Linked DNA regions of Anas platyrhynchos: region 2 is linked to region 1. A link is a contact called in public Hi-C data. All regions are on one chromosome and are shown on one strand. The core of a region is the stretch at or near the end of the contact, and the rest is flanking DNA. Distances in the headings are between cores, read along the strand shown.

Region 1 (7,808 bases), core at 2,129-4,628:
CACTGCCCTGTATGCTATTCTGCAATACTGGTGCAATCTATTACAGAAGAAATAGAGAAATAAAGCCAAAGCCAAGCAACCTCTCAGAACCACTGCACAGCCAAGGCAGTAGGGCAAGCACGAGTGTGCTGAGATGGGTCTGGAAACATCTGTCCAGAGGCAAACGGAGGTCTGGTGGTATGGGTCGTGGGACAGAGAACTGCTTTTGGAGGTGATGGATCCAAGGCAGCAGTGTTTGAGCAGGTGGAGTTAAGGATTGCTCAGCAGCTTTGTAACTGCTCAGATGGAGCACGGCAGAACTAAAACCCTTGCGACAGCACAAGCAACATATGGTAAAAGACTGACATGAAAGATTGGGCATTCCTGGGCTACCGTTCTCTTATCATCTCTTTCCTGCAGCTGTCGTCTCCACCACACACGCTCTAGAATGAGTCAAGGAAATGACTTGCAGAGCAGATGGCCCGGCTTCCACTGCGGGACATGCCACTGCACCCCACAAGGTGAGCTGCACACACGGGGCCCTTGCCAGGACACAGGTAGCTATGATAGAAACACCTCGCCCCAGTACCTGTGCAACAAGGGTCAGAATGTTTCTTAAGCCTGCAAGTGTCCCTCCAGAATTTACGTAATTTTCCGGTTCCTTGCACATGATCATGCATACACACATTCAGTCTCAGCATCTCCACATCCCACTACTCTGTACCGTATCTCAATGCTTTGCTGTTCCAGTTGTCGTGAGCAAAAAACCACTACCTAGGTCTTACTACTGTGTGTTTTGGCAGAGAATATCTCAATCTATGTTAGCTGTACCTCTATTTCCGTATGAAATAGCACTGATTTTTCCATTTAAGTATATACATTTAACAAAAAACTTGCTTATGCTTCCAGAGGTCATCTAGCCATTGATTCAATCCCCCTTCCTACCTTCAGCATCTGCTTGTTTTTGTTCCCCCCTCTCCTCTAAATTAAGCTGTATCAAGGGCCTTTGGCCAAAATATTAGGAATAGCGTATATACTGAGGTGATGTGCCTATAAAACACAGAAAATACATACAGTACAGTCATCATCCTTGACAAGATCTTCCATACCCTGCAATATATCCTTTCTTTACTGGGAGCTGTTCCAGTATCTCAATCATCAAGAGCAGTCTTTTCTTTTACTAAACACTCTGAAAAATAAAAACAAGCTTCCTTCCTTGTTCTCTGAAAATGAAATATTTTACCTAACAAATTATCCTAGACTATGGGCAATGCTGAATGTGTGCCAAGATCTGATTCTTCATTGGTTATGTCTAGAGATATATTTACAGTATGGGAAAGGAAACATTCCCAGAGATGCTATGAATATGCCTGCCCAGATGAACAGCCCCAGATGGCTCCTACACAGTGTAAAGTCACCTGTATCTATAGAAGCAAATCGCACAGGTTTTCTCTGAAGATTAAAGAGATGAACAAAATGTCCTTCTTGCTCAGTTGGCACTGCACAGAGGGTCTTTGACTGACTAATAAAAATAATCTGAACACACCTGTAGAGGGATACAAAATGTATTTCAATAAAATATTAAAAGATGTGTTAAGAGAACGCTATTTACACTATTCCATATAGCATATAGTGTGTGTATATATATATATATATATAAACCTGTACCAAAGCAGCCTGTTGTATATAATGTTTTTTTGTTTGTTTGTTTTTGTGAGGGAAGCACCCTTCAAAGCTGTATACAAATGCTTACATGAATGCCTATACACATACACCAAAAAAATTTAAAAAAGTAAACTGGTTGTTTTGTACAGTAGATGCAGGAGATGCTCAAAACCAGGACATTTCTTTCTGACTGCCTTGGCCAACATCAAACATCTGTACTCACAAATTTTTAAATTAATCCCCCTTGAAACAAACTGTTCAAAACCTGAAGATACATCATCTACATGATAAGGCCTCCCCCCTCCTTTAAAAGGCAGTATTTTGAATTAAGCAGTATCCTCTGCTAGTACAATTAGAAACATGATCATGGTTTCATCTTTTGTGTAGAGACAACAGTTTCGCCCAGAAAAGTTAAACATCAGCAGAGATGGAAATGTATCATGGCTTATAACTGGAGGCTACTATTACATAAGCAGCTGCAGTCAAATTGTCTTCAAATTGTCCCATAAATGACCTCTATGCTATCTTTTGCAGAATTAAGCTACCACATTAACTACTGCTAGTTCAGATTTAAAGGAAGTTGGTAGGACAGTTTTTGAAAGAAAGAAACCCTCCATGCTAAATTACCTTTATGTCACCTCCAGCACAAGAATCACAGGTTCCACACGTGAAAAATTCTGTTCACCCATTTCCAGTAATAGGAGTGTTATTTGAAAATCAAGAGATGATAGAGGTGAAGAAGTCCATGACTTTGTCAGATTACATTATACTTTAATAAGGACTGCACAAATTGCTCGCAACGTTTTGAAAAATTCTCTGTATTTTTCAGACTCCAAAGAGCTCCCATCATCTTTCTTTTCTTACAATATTTATAAAGCTGAGATGTTTTTACTTTACAGAATTGCCTTTTAATATTGAGTAACGCTACTCAAAACTTCATGATGCCATTTCCCTAGAATAAATCTGAAAGCCTATTTTTCTTCCACTCCAAGATTTAGAAACAAATGCAAGCCTACATGTGTTATTTGGGCATGCTCAAGGTATTATCTATCTATAAGGCTGGAAAAAATCACACTGTGAATACTACCTTATTTTAGCTATACCACTCTAATGCAGTGACAACTGGAAAAATAATTTCAGTCTTTACACCCGTTCACTTGCATCTTCTAATGGCAACCAACACAGCTGGACCTACTACTAGTTCCTTAGGTTGACTAGGGAATCCCTTTAGGAAATTTGTGTGTACCCCATCTGGTTTTTAGAAGATGTAAAGGAACCTTGGAAAGTGCAAGGAGCTATGGATTAATCCAGAAGAGTATTTCAAACTTGTTACAGTCCCGTTGACTTCAATTGCTTAAGTGATTTGTTGGAGCACAGCCAATACAACAGTACCTTGCAAGAGCAAGGCCATAAAGAACAGTCAGCAATTTCATTTTCTAGGCTGTGGGGGCCTACTTGCAAGATAAGGCTTTTTAAAACCAACTCCCTCTGTCTTTGAGTGCCCTCTATAGACCTAAGATAGTACACAATCAGGGCTTGCTTAAATCACTATCCCTGAAAGTTTTTTTTTAAGAAAAAAAGAAAGAAAAGACATCTGCTACACCCACAAGCCATTTGTTAAATTACAGCATATATTAACAATTCTACAGATACAAACCCAGTATCAGTTAGCTGCTGCTGAAAGAACAAACACTCGATTGTGCTCTTGCACAATACGTAAGCACTGCTGCTGCTAGACGGGTTCAGAATGAATTTTCCCTTTAGTAGAAGAAGTAAGGTAATCTCGTCTGCCTTGCAACCCTAGCCATGGAGGAGAGAGGAGACTGAAGATAAGAAAGTATGTTTCAGAGAAGTATGCAAAGTCTAGAGGAGTGATAGAGGGATTACAGTTGCATACATTTTAAGCAAACAATTGCAAAATCATTACTGTACATTAAACTTAAAAAGAGACTGATAACAGCACACGGTCTGGATATTTGCCCTCTGAACTACATACTCATATTTTCCTTTAGGAAGCCAGGACATTAGTACTTGGAAAAAGAAAAAATAAAACACACCACCAGACCCATACGATAACGAAACCCCAGTAACTTTTCTTTTGCCCTTTTTTTTTTGTTGTTGTTGATACACGCTAAGGATCCACGTATCACGTAGACAATATACCTTTTACAAGATGTTTTGTCAAAAGGTCTATTTATTAATATTTCCATGCTGTGAATTGATGTGTTATATTGTAACAACTCTCAATAAAATGAATATGGATTTACACATTAGACAATAACAGCTCCAAGAGGAGCTGTTAAAATACTGTTGAGTAAAAGAAGGCTTAATGGAGAGATTCAGTGGACTGCAAAAACCGACACCTAACATATACTGTAAATGCATGTAACTGTAATTACTAATACTAAATTGTACCAAATTATCAGTCCACTTTTATGACAAATAAATAGATAAATCATTGAGTGTCCTTACCAGAACTACTCTCTGAAACCCCACAATATTGTGATGTGGCAGCAGTACAGCCCTTGGTATTACACCACCTGTAACACAAACCATATTATGATAGTTTCTATCAATATTTATTTTAACGGATGAAAAAAGGATAAAAGCTATTTTTCTACCAGTCTTTCTACTGAAAGCATTAAAACAACATTCAGTTTCCTATGGGTTACAACATACGTTTACATAACAAAATAAATGAACAAAAATTAAAGACCATCTTTAAATTACTTACATGGAATACGTTAAAAAAAATTGTAGGCACAGTTTCAACTCTATTCTCTTCTCACCCTTAGTTGAAAACAAAACCCTAGCACAGAACAGAGCATTAGCTGTAATGGAATTTCTGTTCTTTTTGGCTGCTCATATTGACAAATGGGAGCTTTATGAGAGTACAGATTAAAGTTTACAAACTGCTAAGTACTGATGTGGTAGCTTTTCCAGTGCTAGCTGATGTATACAACTAAAATGTTTCAACAGCAAGATAAAAAACAGGAATCACAAGGCCACGATCAAACCATCCAGTGTTTTTCAGAATTGACTACCCTGGATCTGAGTTTAAAATCAACACATTAAGAAGAGCATGCTATATGAGAGAATCCTTAAAATACCCTCTTGGAATTAATTTCCACAAGTGACTTCAAAGCTTAAACGCTCCCTAGGAGTTAGGTACCTCATACACCTGTGATCAGAACAATTACTGATCCTGCATTCACGTAACACAGTGATTGGTACCATGGATATTCATTGCTCTCTAATGATTTCATCCGTAATCTCACAGAAACTACAGGATTTAGAGAAAGTAAAAAAAAAAAGAAAAAAAAAGGCTTGAAGGTAAAAAAAAAAAAAAAAAAAAAAAAAAAGTGCAGTAATGCTGTCTGGGCACAGCAGCAGCCACGTATCCAAAACCTGCTGTTTGAACCAGCTCATTCTTAGCAAAACAGAAAATCTTGCCCCAAGATGGAAGAAGATCGGGAAAACAGCAAACTATTTTTTAAGTACTAAACTCTATCTACAAAGGCCCACAAAATGTATCACAGATAACATCAAAACTTCCCAAAGTTAAAACATGTCTCCTTTAAACATTAAAACAAGGACTAAAACCAAGAAAGGCAACTCATGCCTTAAACAGCACGTAGCATTAAAGCTTTACATCACTTTCAAAACAATCACTAAGAAACCCTCCATTATTTAGTCTGTTACCAAGTTTAATAACATTGGAATATTTTTTTTTTTTTTGCTTGTTTTGACCAAGGAACTGCAGAATATGCTAATGTTCCTTTTTCCTATTTAAATTCCCCAGAGGTTCAAGTAATCCAGGATCTGCTCTTCCCTCTGCACCCCCCCCAGCTGGTGGGACAGCCTTGGAAGTAACAAGAGCTGCAGACGTGAGAAGGGGAACGTCACCGCTCCTCAAGGTACACAGACTTCAGCATTTGTTTTCACACGTTAATGGTTCTCCTTTTCAGACTGGGAAACAAATGCTAGGACCTAGACGGATGAGAAGTAAATGCAGACTAAGATCACCAGCTTCCAAATAAGAAAAGTCAGTTTATACATTACTGGCCCTGCCGTTGCTTACAAAAACACCCCAAATCCACCAGCCTGGGCTTGAAAAGCGTCCTGGTGCCTCTGGGTAGCAACACTTACAGACACAGCCCAGGAGAAGCGAAAGGGTCCCGACCTATATTAATACAGGTTTAATTCTCTGCTAGGCTATTACACACTGCTTTGATCACGTTCTGCAAATTTAATTATATATATCAACTCTACTGCTAAAATTGAATTTAAAAATAAAAAATCAGAAGCAAAAGTTTAAAACAGTTATAAAATTTTAACTCCAAGATGAACAATAGTGCAGAAGATCATCAAAAGGGGATGCCGGTTCCACAAACGGGAGGCAGCACTGAGTCTCAGTATTTACACGCTTTGAACTTTCTGCATCTGGCATTTGCATTAAGCATGTATCACTCATTCATAGTAAATACTGTTTCAAGTAACTAATTAATATTACCCCCCAAATGATGCCAAGTAGGAGAGAGAAAGGCCCTGAAGGGAAGCAGCGTGACCCCACCGCACAGAAGCCGGTTTAAGAGGAATTCCCTTCCCCTCGACAATTCCCCGCAGAGCGTACATAAAAACAACGCAAACAGCACCACAAACTCACTGCTCTATTAGCCTCCCCTCCAACAGCAACAGGAAATCTGTTTACAGTTAACTAATTTGCCATGGGATGGAGAGGGCTGAGAGGGCGCACAGCACGACTTCGAGGCAGGGTCCAACCGAGCAGGGCTCTGAGCATCACTGAGCAGCGCCAGCAGCCCTCAGACAGACCCCAGCAGCTGCCCACCTCGGCATCACACAGCTCCAGAGAACCCCCCAAACTGTACTCACCCTGGGAACAACTTTAGCAGGTTTCAAATTAATAAATACAGTAAAAATTATTACGTTTCCTACAAAGCCTTACACATTACAGAGAAAGAACAGGGTTGCTACCCTTTCTGCTTTTAATTTTTAATATCAAGTTAGTGACGTGCACAGAATTTGTAGCATGTAGGATAAAAACTTCACCTTTCATTGTATTGCTACCAAGTGATGTGGTGAAATGAAGCACACCACAGGGTGGAATTTCCCTTACTATATTTAGTCTTCAAATGTTCATTCCACAGTAATGCTGTGGATTGGTTTGCAGTTGCATGAGTTGTCTTTTATTTCTCTTTCCTACAAGATGCTTTGCTAGAAATATTTCAGGGAACCTGGAGGGGGAAAAAAAAAAAGAAGCAAAACCAACCAAATAAAAACCCTGCAAACCCAACAGCTGGGGAAGAATTGAGCAGCTAAAAACGTGCCCAAAAACAAACAAACAAAAAAGAACAACAGCCTGAGGGAGAGGACAAGAACAGGAACCAATTCAAAAACATGGATGATTTTGAGAACCAACATTTTACGTGAGGGTAAACGTCAACCTTAATGATGGTATCTGTTATGAAAATGCTCACAGGGTAAAAATTCATGATCATGATCTTTCTCACCACAGCTTAAAATATCTGTACATTTAAAAACTATACAAAAAGTAGATAGGTATTACTTCCACATTTCAAAATTAATTACAGAGCAGGTATTTTATCAGACTACTACTAACAAACATGACGATGCATAATGTAAATACACCGTGTTTGTTTTGGCAGAGGTCAGCAACAGATGTGGTAAATTAAAAATAAACAAATAAACAAAAACCTGTTAAAAATCCACTCTTTTAGTTGAATTAGCATCCAGCAAGCTGCATGACCGTGTATCACAACACCAGGCTGGGTCAGCCTGCCACTAGGGCGTGCTCCTGGCTCAGCCTGGAGCCACGCACCCATGCTCCAGAAGCACCTCCTTGCTTTCAGGAACTGGCACACAGTTACCCATATCATCCTGCCTTGTTTTGTTTTTTATTTCCCCCACCACCTTTTTAGTTTTGCCAACTGAAACAAATATAGGGAAAAAAGTCCGTCTTGCATTTCTCTAAATTAAAAGAACACAGCTACCCAAACTAGACCACGTTTCTCTCTTAAAATGCTGTTTGTTTGCAACCCTCCCAAGCTTTTGGGTAGCAATTTTGGTTACAGATTCTCCTCTTCCTTGAATTACAACTGAAATCCTTACTGCTATTAGATTTG
Region 2 (7,808 bases), core at 3,838-6,337, 190 kb after region 1:
CCCGGCCGTATATTCTGTGTTTTCATTAACAGATATTGTCACTCCAGCACCTCTGCGCTCTGTTTTCATCCAGCTACTGAGCTCTGGAAACCATTAGGTGTCTTTCTCCATTAGGTGTTAAGAAGATGTATACGTACTTGAGCAAGAAGTTTTCTCCGAGTGTGGGAAGTTTCCTCTCTGTTTTCCCCAAATGTGCTCGTTTATCCCCCAGTTTTAGGTGCCTCGGGGTGGATGATACCCCAGGGGTGCCTGTGGTGAAAGGGAAGGGCACAGTCCCAGCAGGGACCACCGAATACTCCCACCCACGGCAGCTCACAGCCTGTGACCCCTCGGGTCCATCGGCTGCCCCTGAGAGATTCATAACAGATAACTGAGGAAGAAATCCTGCTTTCAGCTGGCTTCAATTTACTGTAACCGTAGCTGCAGCTCCACTGGAAATTGGTGTCTGCAATCGATAAAACTCAGAACCCAGAATCGCCACTAAATTTAAGGAGAAAAATCCCCAATCCTCCAGCAGTGAGCCTGTGAGCAGCTGCTGACATCAACTAACGATTGCAGGGGAAAATACCCGCATGTCTTAGGCGTACGGGGCCTGCTTCTGCTTGGCACCGGGCACACCACGCCCTCACTGCTAGAGATCACTGCTGTGTCAGGTGCTTCAATGTCATAGCATCAGGTCGCTGCTAAAGGGAAAGAGCGTCCCTTGATTAATATTAATTTCTGCTCAGGAGGTACTTAGGGAAGCAATTTTTGAGCGTTGTCATCCGTGGTGTGTGCGAGGAAATCCTAAAGCTTCAGCCCCAGCCCCATGCCTGTGGTCAGACACGGACTTGGTGTGGGCTGGTGGAGCTCAGACCCACCTCCTGACCGTGGTCCAGCACTCGGGAAAACACCCAGCTTTAATCTCAGTGCAGTCAAGCGACAGCAAAAGTCAAGCAAGGAAACCCTCCTGCTTCGGGTAGCCTGGGACGGCGACCCTGGCTTGCTGCTTGAGGAACTGTCACCCGTAAGTTAGGGGTTGGCTGCTGGAGATGAAAGCTTCACAAAATTTAGTGGGACAGCGCAGCGGAGCCTTCCCTTGCATTCTTCATTCGGTGTCAGGAGAGGCTGAGCCTGGGCTGGTTTTATTTATAAACCTGCAGTGAGTAATGTGAGTGTCGCCGTCGGCTCCCTGTGCTAACCGTGGCTTTGGCAGGTACTGCTCAGCCTCACCGGAGCCTCTGTCCTGGCACACAGCGGGGCTGCTGTCCCCAAAGACTTTTGGCAAGGCTCTGCCACGGGCTGTGAGGAAGGCAGGAGAAAGCTGGAAATAATATCAGGTGTGCAGAGCAGCTCAGAAGCTAGGAGGTCAATCCCTGGTACAGCCACCTGGCTTTGTTTTCCTTTATCCCTATCTGTCCCCAGGGCTGGACGCTGCTCACAGCTTTGGGCATCTCCCTCAGCTGGTGTGCCCAGGGCTGCCTGGGCTGGACGTGGCCATCAGAGGATGCCGGTCTCCAAGAAGCAGGTGGAGATGGTGGGAAAAACCTGTGAGGCCCTGAAGACAGCAGTAAAAACATCGCTTCAGATGAGCAGTGTGGGGTGCTCACGGTGCCTCACATGCTGACAGCTCCTGGATAACCATTGCCGACAGCCACCAGAGACAGCCCTGGCTGCCTCTGGGCTTCAGGGAGCCCTGAGAGATTTTTGGAGACGTCTCCATGCATGAGTCAAGTTCTGAGTCAGTGCAGCAGCACACCTGGTCCCAGGTGAGATGCCGTATCTTGTAGCAGTACCTCATTATTTCCGGGGTACCTAGTGGAGCTAAAACCAGGGAGAATGTTCCCATCTCTGTAATTTTCCCTGCCTGTTCATTAATTAATAATGGAAATATGTTAATTATTTCCTCGGCAAAAATATTGCCCTCCCCAACATTTGCTGGCTTCCCACCTCCCTGTGACGTTCTTACTCTATCTTACTGCTGTCCTGAAAACACTGCATTTGTCGAAGGCTTTCCAATGCAGGCTAGAAAACATCAAATTTCCTACAGAGACTTCACAGCTTTCAGGCTGAAGACTCGCCCTCTGACCCGGCTCTGAAATAGCACCAAGATGAAGCCCAAGCACCTGCCTGGGAGCAGCTCCTGCAGGTCCCCATCACCTGGCACCTTGGTGCCGAGGGAAGGCAGAGCCTGTCCTACTGCCAGAGAGATCTTAAAATTGAAATTAAAATCCCCGATTTCACAAATAGCTGTGTGTCTGTGTCAGAGGAGAGACAAGGACTGCAGGAGCACCTTGGGGCTGAAATCCAGCCCTCGGCTGAACCCAGGCACAATATCCACGGAACGGCATGGGCAAGCGGAGGGCAGGGTTTGGTGCCAGGGCTGGATATCATTTCATGTGTTATGTCCGCTTGGTTGCCAACTCCGAAATTATAAAAATGTGCTGTATTTTAAAACGGCAGTCATAAGACAGCAGTTTCCATCCGAATGATAATGAAACACACTCCAAGGTTACGCCAGGACTCTGCTGGCGCTATTAGGATCAGTTCAAAGCTACAGGAGAAAAAATATATTGCACTAATAAGTGTTCCTCGGTTTTAAGTTCCCCTTCAGGAGTAATTAAATGTGACTTTTTTTTTTTTTTCCCCTTAGATGGTTGATTTGTGGGATAGCTGTCATGTTTTTGTCAGAGGTTTGAAAAAGAGAACTTGAGGATCTGAGCTATTTGAACTGAATAACAACACCGCCTGGGGAGATTTCTGGAGGAGGGGCTGCTTGGGAAATGGACCCGAGGGTGAGTTTTAATGCACCACGGGGAAGCAACACGTGGGTTATCCACAACCCGTGGCCTGACCCTGCACCCTCCTCCTCATCGGGCACAGCTTGGAGGCTCTTTCAGCTCTCATTTCTGCATCTCCCCTGAGGATGCTCCCAGAAATGGGAGGCACAGCCACCCTGGGGATCAGGAGATTTGAGCTGTGCTCCGGGATGCCCCTGGGGATGCACCCACTGGGAGCTGGAGATGGCAGAGCTCAGGCAGAAGCACTGGGGGCTGCCCTGTGACCCCAGCAGCAGGGCTGAATGTGGCCATAGTGACTTGTCTGGGGACGTGGATTTAGCACAGCTCTAACCCAGCAGCACTCTGCCTCTCGTTGCACCTTGGTGTCCCAGATGCCTCTTAATCTAACAACGTGGAGTCCTACATAAACATTAAGCATCACTAGGGGTGATTTTCTGAAGGTGATAAATTACAAAACAACTGCACAAAATCCATTCTCATTACACCTCGGTGCTCAGCACACCCTGCCCAGCCTCCCTGGCTCCCCTGCAGCCATTCCCCATCGATGAAGGTGAGGTTGTGCTGCTAAGGGAAAACTCGGCATCAGCACCACGCAGTCACCCCCAGCGCGGCGTCAGGAGGCGAACGGCTGCTGCTGCTTCAGGCATCTGTGTGGGAAGGTCTGTGGGAGCTGGGAGGAGAGCTAGGGCTGGACCTGGAGGTCTCCTCTGTGAGGAACAAGGATGGATTCGATGTCTGGGATGCCCCCAGGGGCAGGCAGCAGAGGGAGACTCCAGCCAGAGCTCCCCAATATTTGCAGCTCCCAAGCCAAAGGAATTCGCTTGGGGGCTGGCAGGGAAAAGCTGGATTCCGGCTTTCACACACGTACATCCACACAATTAAGGTCAGGGGCTTATCGGAGCTGGCTTTGTTTTTATTTATTTATTTATTCTCCTAACCGTTTGGCTCCAGGGGCTGGATGGCTGCATCCAAGCCCCGCGAGCTGCTGATGTTGCAATCCTCTCTCTCCGCCGCGAGTGCTTTGTTGATGTTTCCAGGCATGTGTTATTTCAATTTTTATCTCCTGTATCAATCGGTGAAACAGGCCCGAGAAGTGAGACCAGGCCAAGGAGAAACATGCAGGTTTTGTTTGGACCGGGACACGGCATTCCTGAGAGCTGGCTGCGCCTCAGAGGGCTTCGGGTGCTGTTATTTACTGCTCTGCACCTCGCCAGCAGAGCTGGCACCCAGGCTGCTCCCACCGCCGGCTACACTGGGTGGGTTGGGAAGAGGCGATTAACCCCTGGCTTCCCTCACTCTGCTGACTCTCAGGATGGGAAAAAAAAAAAAAAAAGACACTCCTTTTTTGGGTGCAGTTGGGAATGGGTTTGGGTGACGGCCACCCTGTTACTCCCTGCCATCCATGCTGAGGGCTGGAGCTCAGCACCCACTGATGGGACGGGAGCACCCGTGGGTGAAAGCACCCATGCTGGGGACAGATCTGTGTAGATCTGTTTTATTATCCCATAGAAAAGGTACAGCAGTGAGGGGAGACACATAGAGCAGAATAAACACCACTGTGTGCTCGGGAACCAGAGAGGACCCAAGCTTCTGGATGTGAGATTTTCCTCTCTACAAATTAGGATAAGCAATCTTCTGGGAATGAAGGAAAAAGCACCAGTCTACATTTGCTGGAGAGGTCAAAGAAACGGGTTTCCTAACGGGAATGAGACAGCTCAAGGATTTACAGCTGAAAGCTTGAGGACATGCGAACACTGGTGTTTGAGATGAATGTAAAAGGATGTAAATACTGGGTAAAATGCAGGCTAAGGAAAAAAACACAACAACCACCACATAATCAGATCATTACAATTCAAACAAAGCAATTGTCAATTCCCTGGCAATTTACATCTAAATGCACAATATAATCCTCATGCTAAATTATCTGTTTCCAGCATAGTCTTTTTGCAGAGTGTCTGCGAGGGGGAGGCAGGGGAGGCTGAACCTTAACGTGTGCGTGTGCTGGTCAGGGGGAGCCGGGCACCACGGCCAGCTGAGCAGCCTGCCCCTGGGCTTTCCCTCAGGTGGGGACGGGCATGCTTTTGGCAGAGAAACCCAGAAACATTTTCACCCCCAAAGCCAAGCAGAGATGGACAGATCTAAAGAGGCTCCGTATCTAAATGTTCAGGGGGCTGTGGCACCTAGCAGTGAGACATTTTTGGATGCAGACGGGCTCCTCATCAGACGGAAAGGACTTCTATTGCATGCCCCCAACCAGCCTCTCTCCCAGAACTCTGCTTACTGCAACATATTTTCGCTAACAAGATAAGACTTGCTGTAACATCAGCCCTGCCTACACGTCATCCACTGCCTGCTTCCCATCTGTTAGCCTTGCTATTTCCTTAATCCCCCTCTCTCGCACAGCGCCGTGAATAGTTCCCCTCCGTGGCACGGGGAGGGAAATGGGAGAGCCCAACGTGGCTCTGGAAAGGCACGAGGTGCTTTGAGACCAGGAGCCGAAAGGCCCAGCTGGGGCGGCTGGTCGCCGAGAGAAACGCAGCGAGAAAATGGAGGGAGAGCTGAATCTGAAGTGTCTGCTCTTTAATTATAAATGTTCTTCCTCCAAGCAGCTTTTCTGAACAGCTGCTCATCAATTACACGGCGTTACTGAGGTTTTCAGACAGGAGATCAATAAATGGGATTTTTTTCTTGGCTGGAAGAAGCCATTACATAATGGCTGTGTTTTTCCCCCCCGCTAGCTGAGCTGCCACAGGCTGCCAGGCACTCGGGACGGTCGGACTGTCCTTGGCTGGGGGCATAGCACAGGCTGGGGGGCAGTAGTAGTGTTTGGGACCTAGGGAGGGCGGTCAGAGAGGGAGCCCTGACATGCTGGGATGGGCAGGCAGCTAATGCAACAGCAGCCTCCATGCAGTGATACGCCAGATTTGCATTTAAAATGTGCCAGACTGAAATCCAAACAGCCCAGGCAGTGACAAGGAAGGATGGACAGCCTTCCTGGGCTACCTTACTGCTCTGTGTAGGAAGCCTCGTGATGTGAGGGGGAAGAAATACCGTCGGTGTGACAACTGTGACCCTCTGCTGTCTGGTAGGAATGGGTTATTTCAACAAAGGTTGCCATCAGTGCCATTGAGGATATGTTCACAGAACAGGGAGAGCTACTTCTTGTTGTAGGGGAGCCCTTTGCTGTGTGTCCAGTACAAACCAGGTTGTTGCTGGATGTTTTCATCACAAGCTCCTATCTGCATCTTTGCAGCTGACCCGTCTGGCACAGACACAAAACACCAGCATTTCTAAAGACATTTTGGCAAACACGCTAAAAGCCATCTGGCTACCTCTATAAATAGAATAAAGCCACTCTCCTTATGATCTTTGACTTGCAAAAACAAATAAATACATAAATAAATTAATTAATTAATAAATGTGCATTTGAGGTGTGCTGCCATAGCCTCGAGCTGCTGCTTGGCTCAGCTGGGAGCTGCAGCCAGCACGGGTTTGTCAGCTCCGGGTGACACAGCGGGGACATACGGGATGGAGCACCCTCACCCACCCATCCTATGCATCCTGCAAGCAGGGCCAGGCTCGTTAGGTTATGCTGGATAGAAACACCTAAGAGAAAACAAATGTTCCCCTGCCTGAGCACAAAACCGCGCCTATTCTGCTTGGTTGGTGCCTGGCAAGGAGGAAGGTCCTGAGCTCACTCGCACATCCCTCACACGAGCATCACCAGCTAGATCCCAGGCAGGGTGGTCCTCGAAGGTGTTCAGCAAAGCAATGCAAAAACCAGGCAAATACAAAGTATTTTCATGCCCTGAACACTACGGGAGACAGAGTTCAAGCTGCCAGAAAGGCCGAGTGCTCCGGGGAGAAATGAAAAGACATATTTCAAAGCACGGCAATAAAAGCACATTACAGCACCTGAGCCAAAACGTACTCTCAGTTCACCTTCCAGTGTAAGATCCAGAGCAACACTTGGACGATATCCACACGTATAAAGGTTCGGTTTCAGAAAGGTGAACTTTCGAGGCTCTTTCCCAGTACAACAAGCTGAGGCACAAAGGCGTTTTTGTTGCTGCCTTCCCCCAAGCCCCAGGGGTGTTGCTGTGATCGTCCCAGGGACCGCGTGGCCAGCGATTTCATCGTCTGACCAGTGCACAAAGCAAGTGCAATTCAGTCACCTTGGACCTGACAGCTATACTGTCCGTGCAGCTGATTGTCCTAAAAATAAGTGTGGTATCTGCTAGGGAGTGAATGACTCCTGTTTGCCAGCAAGATAATCAACAAAACAGCCCCTTGAAAGAGAACAAGCCAAATGTTAGAAATAGCCCCTCGAGCAAAGGTTTCACAAAGCAAGAGTGCACTGCAAGAATGGCAGAGGCTTCAGTGATAGCATTTCCAAGATTAATTCATGCTGAATAGATTGCACGTTACACCAGGTTGAGAGCAATCCTTTTCTCCGGGCCAAGGTAATGCTTGTTGCCATTATTGTTTCTGGTTCATCCGCAGACCTGTGTTTTAGGAGAGCTCAAGGAAAGCCTTTCTCCTAAAGGGAAAGAGGTAGGTCTGGCCAGGCTGGCAGGGCCTGCAACAGGTACTTGAACGGGGCCAGGAGGGGACCCAGAGAGCACCCCTGGTCCTCCAACACCAGCCTTCGTGGCCCTTCAGCAGCAGCAGACCCCCACCCCTTCAGCTGTGCCGCCTGCACTCGTCATGCACTTCACAGGATCCTTTCTCAGCCTGCTCTGGGCCACCCTATGTTTACTTTTTCCTGAACCGGAGGCAAAATAAACGAGTTAGTGCTGCATGCAAGACACACTCCCCCTCGCCTCCTGGCTTCTCCTGTGAAGACCGCCAGTGCTTCACCTCCTATTTGATGTATATTCAGCAGAAGAGGAGAGGTGCTGTAGTTTCTGTGGGCAGCAGAAATGAAAGGGAATGGCACAGAGGCAGGAGAAAAAAAAAAAAGAAAGATCTTACAGCTCTTTGATTGTGCTGGCTCTTTGTTTGAGGTATACAAAAAAGCGCCCAACC

Evidence for each region. A called contact is a pair of places that touch in the nucleus more often than the background predicts.
Region 2: a contact with region 1 is called in a Hi-C map of liver, with 2.8 times the contacts expected there. The contact joins two enhancer-like sites.

The regions. Positions count from the first base shown.
Region 1 is chr9:6,919,058-6,926,865 of IASCAAS_PekinDuck_T2T, forward strand. It overlaps TBL1XR1 (TBL1X/Y related 1), which reads right to left. Exons shown (of 17, transcript XM_027464782.3): 3 at 4,117-4,184. Among named protein-coding and RNA genes, the nearest start is that of TBL1XR1, 72 kb to the right of the region's middle. Within about 2 kb of position 3,379, at least 5 of the 8 cell types and tissues checked have an H3K27ac peak or open chromatin away from gene starts, as enhancers often do.
Region 2 is chr9:7,104,299-7,112,106 of IASCAAS_PekinDuck_T2T, forward strand. LOC140003222 (a long non-coding RNA gene) reads left to right here and starts at 575. Exons shown (of 3, transcript XR_011811479.1): 1 at 575-1,006; 2 at 1,405-1,748; 3 at 2,633-7,695. Within about 2 kb of position 5,088, at least 1 of the 8 cell types and tissues checked has an H3K27ac peak or open chromatin away from gene starts, as enhancers often do.